Linked DNA regions of Mus musculus: regions 2 and 3 are each linked to region 1. Evidence: chromatin contacts called from public ChIA-PET and HiChIP or PLAC-seq data. All regions are on one chromosome and are shown on one strand. Each heading gives the region's core, a stretch centred on a gene start, on an enhancer-like site or on the middle of the called end of the contact. The rest is flanking DNA. Distances are from core to core; before and after follow the strand shown.

Region 1 (2,726 bases), core at 178-2,677:
GTGCTGGGATGACAGGTGTCCTCTTGCCTACCTGGCTTTGACGTGGGTTCTTGGAACCCAAATTCCACTTCTATACTTGGTGCCAAGCCCTATATCCACTGTTCTATCCCCTGGCCCAATTCTTGACAAGGCCTCTGATGACAAAGATCTCCCAGTGACTGTGGTTCAGACGGGACTCTTATCACAGCAATCGCTGGAAAGCCCTATGAAGATGGTCTCTGCATTGCCTAACTACCTGCTGTAGTTCTGTAAGTAACAGACAACATTGGGACCAAGGGCTGTCACACACCACCTCAATGCTGTACCAACCTAGGGAAAACCTGTCCAATGCCTCTGGGTTTCAGCTGTGTCCCTCTCCTCCCTCCCCCCAATATAAAATGCCAAATCACACTGCCTGGCCTTGAAACACATTTCCCACCCAAAGTGGTCACTTCCTGCTGTCACTCTGGACCTGGGAAATGCCCTAGCAACTAGAAAAGTAGTCAGAACTGGAGGTCTGAACAGTCAAGAACTGTTAGGCAAATAAAACCCAGAAGGATCGCAGGGCAGTGGTGGCACACGCCTTTGATCCCAGCACTTGGGAGGCAGAGACAGGCAGATTTCTTGAGTTCAAGGCCTAGCCTGGTCTACAGAGTGAGTTCCAGGACAGCCAGAGCTACACAGAGAAACCCTGTCTCAAAAAACAAAAAAAACAAATAAGCAACCAAACAACCAAAATCCACAAGATCTATTTAAAGCTTTCCATATGTGGTGTGTTTGCTGCAAATTACAGAATAAAACAGATATACTCCTGGGAGAGGTAACCCCTAAGTGAAAATGTGAAAGACATTTCGAGGTTCCATGGAGAGTGAGGAGGTTGGGAAAAACAGAGGGGATGGAATATGCTGAGGCCTTTTTGCAACCAGATATCATCAGAACTAGGAAGAGTGCAAGCAGTGTTCCGTGCAACCTGTAAAATGTTCCATGGTGGAAGGAGATTCAGGACAGATAAAAGGATCTCCTCTAGGGCCTGCTCTGCAACCATCTTTGGGCGCCAGTGTGGCACGGAGCACATGGTCCTGGGGCTGGAAGCGAACACGCAAGATAGTCCAGAAACCCATCTTCCAAAGGCCCAGGAATGCGACTGCAGCCTCGGCGAGCCCTCTCCAGACTACAACTCCCAGATGCCCTCGGTTTACGGCAGACGCGCCTACTCCACCGCGCAGCGTCCCGGATGCAATCCTGCACGCTCCCGGGACCTGCCCTCTTCCGGTCCGCACGACATCTTACCTGCTCGGTCTTGTCTGGGGTGGTGCTGAGAAGGTTGTTGAGTTCCGGAAACATCGTGAACTGGGATAAAAATTATGGTTCTACAGAAAGAATGAAGGTCCAAGAACAGCACCCACAAGACCGTGCTCGCGAGCGCGAGAAAGCGCGCATGCGTGATCTCGCTGCCGGACTCGAGTCAGCCAATCAGGCTTGGGGTTGTGATGCTGCTGCTGCTGCTGCGCAAGCGCGTGAGCACGTATGCTCGTAAAGCTGAGCCTTAGAGCGATCTCTCATTCGGGCAATGGACCATTGTGCTGCTCTCAGTAGGTGCGGGTCCACACAGTGCTGGTGCTCCCTCACGATTTAGCACGAGCAGGCGAGCTTTCTCTTTCCGTTGCTCCCCCTCCCTCCGCACCTCCGGGTCTTAGTTGCTCCACGTCTTCCTAGTGTATTGCTCACAAACTTGGGCTAGATACATGGAACACATAGAGAAATGTTTGCAGGATCTTCGCAAAAAGAGAGAACAAACCTTACTAGCACAGAATTACATCCTGAAGAGCTTTTTGTATAAAGCAGAAGCCAGGAGGCCAAAGAGATGGCTCAGGGAATAAACGCTCTTCTTCCTCCCTCTGAAGACCACCCACATTGGGTTGCTCTACTTGTAACTCCAGCTCCAGGGGACCCGACGCCCTCTTCTGGGCTCTGCAGCACATGCACACACAATATACACAAAAAAATTTAAGGGGACTCAGAAGATTTTAGAGGACCCTAATTTGATTCTCATTATCCACTTGGCAACTTATAACCCTCTGTAACTACAGTCCCAGGGAATCTGATAGCCTCTTCTGGCCTCCAAGGGTACCAAGCATAGAAGTGGTGCACCTATACATACCATCAAAACGTATGCATAGTTTTATTTTAAATAAGCAAGGCCCTCCTCGGCCTTCTGCTAAAACAATAAAAGAACAAAAAAGAAAAGTCAGAGGGATACAGGTCAGTTGAAGAGTTCTTTCCTAGCATCAAAAACAACATAAAAAGCATGCTGCCAACATCTGTGATCTCAGCTGTCAGGAGGCTTAGGCAGGAGGGTTGCCAGCAAGTCTGAGCTTTGTGAAACTACCTCTAAAAAATAAAAATAATGGAACTGGGCGTTATGGGGCACACCTTTAATCCTAGTGTTCAGGAGGCAGAGGCAGGCAGATCTCTGGCAGTATGAGGCCATCCTGGTCTACAAAGTGAATCCAGGCTAGCCAGGCGAACACAGAAACCCCATCTCGAAAAAACAAGCAAGCAAACAAACAAAAAAGAGGAGGAGGAGGAAGAAGAGGAAGAAAGAAATATAAGCTAGTGGTGGTGGCACATACCTTTAATTTCAGCACTTAAGAAACAGAAGCAGGGCTGGTGAGATGGCTCAGTGGGTAAGAGCACCCGACTGCTCTTCTGAAGGTCCAGAGTTCAAATCCCAGCAACCACATGGT
Region 2 (2,845 bases), core at 175-2,674, 570 kb before region 1:
TCTATAGTAGTACCTTTTAGGTCTGTGGTCCCAGAAGGATTTCCACCCCCAGGAAATCACATCACCAGAGGAAAGGGCAGACATTAAACATGGATGGTAAAGGTGGCCCAGGAAGGCTACATCTGGAGTCTGATATAGAAGTCTCCCAGCTAGGAGCTAGAAGCGGTGTCGTGAGTAAAAGGCCAGACACGAGTGTTTGAGAGTATGAGCCAGCAAGAATATTCTCTCTAGCCCTGGGCCCAGCACCCATCCCATAGCCCTCTGGTCAACAACACGGCTTCCTCATACTCTCCCTCCTGCCAACTCTGGGGTCCTGAGTGGCAGGCTGTGCAAACGGTGAATTTGAGGCATGGAAAGTCCAGGAGGGTGTAGAGATACTATCTGTAGATCAGGTGCAGAGCTCAGACCCAGGCCCCTCACTCCCAGCCCTAACAGGCTCACGAGAACTAAGTGGCTCAGAGGTGCTGGGTGACTCACTGAGGTACACCCAGCATTCCTAGTAGGGCCCAGCCTCCCTTCTCACCCCGGGTAGACTTGGTTCAAAAGCTGCAGGGTGAGGCCAAAAAAGTTAAGCTGGGTGCACAGGTGACTCAGCTATTGTCCTTGTGGCCATCTAAACAGTAGCTAGACCTTTCCCTTGCATTCTTGGCCTCTGTCCACACCAGATCGCTCCCAAGCAGGGTCACTGGGGCCTTCCCTGCCCTCACCCAGTTCTGGCCCCTCAGGCCCCTTAAGCCGCACCCTAGCATGGCACTCACTCTGGTATTTCCTGATCTGGAGTGGCATGGACCTTATTTCTGCTTTTCCTGGACTATGCTAGAGGCCCATTAATCAACCTACATGCCCGGTGGGCAGTGGAGAAAGTGCTCCAGGCAAGTGCACAAAACTGTCACACGGGCCCTCCAGTCTTCAGCCCCTTCTCTGCCTCTCTTGCCCTACATGCCTCCCAGTCTCCGCATTAGCTTTTCCCGACTGCATTAGTCAGTTCCAAACTACTCTGCTCCAACATTCGGACATCCGTCTAGGCTCCTCCCAGGCAGGCAACACCACCTTTTCGGCTTCTCTGTCAGCCCTTCCGCCCTGACCAGCCAGGTCACCTGCTCCTGGCAGCCTCTCTCCCTCTGGGTGATAAACTCGCACCTGGGTTCTGGCCTGGACGCAGGGCACGGTGCTCGCGCTCCGCACTGCTGCTAGGGGTTGGACCCCGCGCTGCGTTTAAACCGGAGCCGGGCGGCCACGGGACCGGGAGGAGGAAGCTGAGACCGAAGATGGAGGGCTCGTGACCATGGCAGCGGGAGGAGGAGAGAGCCCCCACCCGCAGCTGAGCTCGTGGGGCAGCGGACCCCGCCCACCGACGCGCGCTCTTACCTGCGCTTTGCGCCGCGGTGCCCCGAGTGGCCGCGCAGCTCCGCGCCGGGCCGCCCTTCCTCTCCGCGCCCCGCCCCGAGGTGTTGTTCGCGCGGGGGCGTCTCCGAGGAGGCGGGGCTCGGCCTCGGAATGTCCCCAAGCCAACAACTCTCTCCCAGAGCCTCTCCCGCCAGACTGCGAAAGCTCCCCTTCGGTCGGTCCGCGAGCTCCCCAGGATCGCACCCTGGCTGTCTTTCGCCTTTTACCTCCCTCTCCAGATCCGAGGACGGCAGGCAGTGCCTGGGGCCACCCCGATTTCCTTACCCACCAACTCTGCCCAGGCTGTAGCTCTGAAATCTTGCCGACCCCCTTTGGGTCACTGGGCACCCCCCCCCCCTCACCCTCACACACCCGCGAAGGAGCCCTGGGTAGATTCGGGAAACTTGTTGCTTAGAGCAGTTGGCCATGATGATCCGAAGACCCTGAACTGGGCATGCTTTGGTAGCAGCTACTGCTGTGTGTAACCTTGAAGGAGGCCCCCTGCATTCATTCCGGGTACAGCCTGAAGCTGGCCAGTTTCCTGTGCCAAAGCCTTCGACCTTGGAAAGAGCAGCGCAGTTCCAAACCAAAGTCTTGGAAGGAGGAGGGACCATGGTTCAAACCTGTAACAAAGAGGCCTGCTGTCCAGCTGCCGGGCTCCCTTTTGGCCAGCAAGCAAGTCACCCCTCCACCTGCAGTGGCACCCGGCCTCTAGGAGCTGCTGACTAGCCTGGCTGAGTTGCTTCTAAGCCTTCCAAGCCTGAGTACAGAGAGAAGCCTGGGGAGGAGACAGCTGTGAAAGAGCAAGGATAGTCCACCTGCCCCCTACCCAAGTTTTGGACAGCCTCCATGCATTCTGCCAGAGAGAAAAGAGACTTCTAAGAGTTTCTCAGAAGGGGCCTGCCAACTTCAGCATCCCTGGCTCCCTTGGGGTGCTTTCTGGTGAGCATTTAAGTTCTGCCAATCTGCCCTACAGTGGCAGGCTCCAAGTTTGTTGCCCAAGAACCCTACCGCGGTTGCTGCTCTTGTTCACTTCCCTGCTCCAATCTTGGTCTCTCCATCGTCAAGAACCCTCCCGAGCCTCTTCTTCCCTCTCCACTCGGCCAAAACATCTCCTTCCTTCCAGCCTTTTCTTTCTTTCTTGTAAATACTTTTTTAAAAGATAAATGTATTACAGGTTCTTTTTTTTTTTTTTCATGTATGATGTGTATGTATATCCATGCAGGAGTGTGTGAGTGTGTGAGTGTGTGTGTGTGTGTGTGTGTGTGTGATGTTTGGCTGTGTCTCCTCTGGTGCTTTTTTTTTTTTTTGAGACAGCCTCTCATAGGCCTTCACCTAACCACATAGACTAGACTGAGTGCCCAGTGAGTACCTGACTGTCCCTGCCTCCCTGTAATGGGATTACAATTGTCTGCCACCACACCTTGCTTTTTCACATGGGTTTTGGGGATCATGCCTA
Region 3 (2,700 bases), core at 119-2,618, 650 kb before region 1:
TGAGACACAGTCTCAAAATTCAAACAAAAGTCCCATGAAAGCTGAGTGTGTGGTCTCACACCCTTTACTCTTAGCACTGCCTGATGTGCAGGATGCCCTGGATTCAATCCCTAACATTGCAACAATAATACTATTTTGAGAATACACTTACACTAAAAATAATAATTTGTCATTAATCTGAAATTTACATCATACTGAGTAGCCTATGTTTCATCTGCCAAACTTTACACCAAGCTGCCAGGTTCTGGCTCAACTACAGAGCCTGATAGCTATATCTTTAATAAGCTTTACCGGATGCCAACAGTGCTGGCTCATGACCACGTGGTAAGAAGCAGGAATTAGCATAGTCTGGCACAGAGGTAGCCAGGACAGCTCCTCACTGACACAACCCGACCAAGCACCTCAGGTCCTAACTCCAGGGCAGGGTCCTAGGGTCGGTGTTTCCACATGTTTTGAGACTGCCTTTGATGCTCAGTCGAAGGTATTTTAAAATACAAAATGTGTTCACGTTTATGTAAGGAATTGGTGCTGCACTAAACTCACTTGTACAGATTGCCACATCACTGGGTGGCATATCCAAAAAGACCTTCCATGTGGAGGGAGGGCAAGCAGGGCACACCTGTGATCCTAGCTCTCAGGTGGTAATGGCAGAAGAGTCAGAGGTTCAAGGCTATCCTAAATGCTATATAAGACCCTGTCAACACACGCGCGCGCGCGCGCGCGCACACACACACACACACACACACACACACACACACACACACACACACATTTTGCAGTTTCCAAGCTTCCAGGATGTACCAGGTAGGCCTGTGCCCTGTGGTATTCACTTCCCCAAGTGTCCTCAAAACCACAAACTGCTCAAAATATACACTGATAACACAGCTTCCGCATGACGAGCTGGAATCCAAGAGAGTAATACCTTTTAAGGCAATGTTTCTCAACCTGTGGGTCGTAACCCCCAAAGGGATAGTGCAATCCTTTCACAGGGATCATCTAAGACCATTCGAAAACACAGATATTTGTGTTACAATTCATAACTGTAGCAAAATTACAGATATGAGGTAGCAACAAAATAACTGTATGGCTGGGGGTCACCACAGCATGAGGGTTGTAGCATTAGGAAGGTTGAGAACTACTGTGTTTAGCATCCGGCTCGGCTCACAGTCTCTGATGAAACATCATCCACACACAGAAGTTCTACGTCTCTGCGAGGATACACCCACCCTTACCTACCTCCCTTCCAAAGGGGTTCCACCCACAAGCACATCCAGATAACCCTGCTCTACTCAGGTCATCCGAGACTGCGGCTCTTACTGGAACATGAGTCACATGAACGCCCAGCAAAGCTTTCTTCCAGGAAAATCCCTGATGTCCCTCACCTGACCTCCCTCCCTTCACGATGTATGTAGAGAAGAATGAATGTTATAAACACCGCCTTCCATCTCCATGGACATTACTAAATGGTTCTCGCTGGTGGGAGAGCAAGCGGCAAGGGCTCCTGGCTTGTGGCCTCACATCTGCAGGCTAAAACTCCGGCCAACCTGGGCTACTGATGGTCCTCACGGTGTGCAAATGTGCTACGCAGCAGCCCCAGCTACGGAGCACTGGAGGGTTCATCTTCACTGTGAATTTGACTGGATTTAGAATCCCCTAAGGAAGGCTCTGCTGGGGTATCTGTGAGGGTGTTTAACTGAGTAGAAAAGCCCTATTCTGACTGTGAGTGGCAGTGGCAACATCCCGGACACTAAGTCACTAGGAATACTAGCCTTCTCTCTAGTTCCTGACTGTGCACACAACATGACTAACCACAAAGTTCACTAAGGGCCAGTCAGATGACTCGGAGGCCAGAGGCACCAGGTGGAATATGACTACTGGGACCCACATGATGGAAGGAGAAGAGCGACTCTCTCAAGCTGTCTCCTGACCTCACACATTCACTGTGGCACACACACAGGTCCTCACACGTACACGCATGTACACAAAGTAAATACTCAAGTCAGCCAAATATAATAAAAATGTTAATAAAAGTGGCCAATATACTAAGCTGACCTGAGATCAACTGTCATAAAATATCTGCATCAAAAACTTAATTTTAGCAGCTGGAGAGATGGCTTGGTGGTTAAGAGGATTGGCTGCTCTTCCAGAGGACCCGGGTTCAATTCCCAGCACCCACATGGCAGTTTTCAACTGTTTGTAACCCCAGTTCCAGAGAATCTAATACCCTCATGCCTCACAAAATAACACTAAATTTTAAAAACTTAATATTTTAAAAAGGTAACCACATCTCACTATTAATTCACTGGTTTACTGATATATTAGGGACATATTGGGTTAAACAAAATATAATATTAATGTTAATTTTCCCTTAATGTTTCTCTGTGCTATGTTGGATGACTTCTAGAAAATTTAAACTTATATATACATAAGGCCAGTCAGTGTGATCCTCAACAATGACATAAAGCCAGGCATGGTCTTGCTTCTATAACCGCAGCTCTAAGGGAGCAGAGGCAGAGATCCCTGAAGCTTCTCGCTCCTCTTGGCCCAGCGAATCAGTGAACTCCAGGTTAGGTAGGAGGCCCAGTCTCAAAACACAAGGTGGGGTTGGAAAGCTGAAGAGCTGGCTCAGCAGTTTAGAAGACTTGTTGCTTTTGCAGAGGACCTGGGTTTGATTTCCAGCACTTATGCAGGTTTTTAACC

Evidence for each region. ChIA-PET counts read pairs in DNA pulled down with a chosen protein or histone mark. HiChIP or PLAC-seq counts read pairs in DNA pulled down with a chosen protein or histone mark.
Region 2: an RNA polymerase II ChIA-PET map of memory CD8 T cells shows a contact between it and region 1, with 5 read pairs. The contact joins the promoter of Als2cl here to the promoter of Elp6 in region 1. A contact is called at or near these places in 1 of 484 Hi-C or Micro-C datasets (embryonic stem cells), 2 of 115 datasets of contacts at active chromatin or transcription factors (memory CD8 T cells and pancreatic cancer cells) and 1 of 9 other capture datasets (macrophages).
Region 3: an H3K4me3 HiChIP or PLAC-seq map of bone marrow-derived macrophages shows a contact between it and region 1, with 3 times the contacts expected there. The contact joins the promoter of Lrrc2 here to the promoter of Elp6 in region 1. A contact is called at or near these places in 5 of 39 promoter capture datasets (cranial neural crest, frontonasal cranial neural crest, liver and 2 more), 3 of 115 datasets of contacts at active chromatin or transcription factors (bone marrow-derived macrophages, embryonic stem cells and pancreatic cancer cells) and 1 of 9 other capture datasets (liver).

The regions. Positions count from the first base shown.
Region 1 is chr9:110,303,893-110,306,618 of GRCm38.p6, reverse strand. It overlaps Elp6 (elongator acetyltransferase complex subunit 6), which reads right to left and starts at 1,427. Exons shown (of 7, transcript NM_001081381.1): 1 at 1,270-1,427. The coding sequence starts at 1,323.
Region 2 is chr9:110,878,753-110,881,597 of GRCm38.p6, reverse strand. It overlaps Als2cl (ALS2 C-terminal like), which reads right to left and starts at 1,424. Exons shown (of 27, transcript NM_001146059.1): 1 at 1,369-1,424. Tmie (transmembrane inner ear) reads left to right here and starts at 1,525. Exons shown (of 6, transcript NM_146260.3): 1 at 1,525-2,328.
Region 3 is chr9:110,950,213-110,952,912 of GRCm38.p6, reverse strand. It overlaps Lrrc2 (leucine rich repeat containing 2), which reads right to left and starts at 1,368. Exons shown (of 9, transcript NM_028838.2): 1 at 1,237-1,368.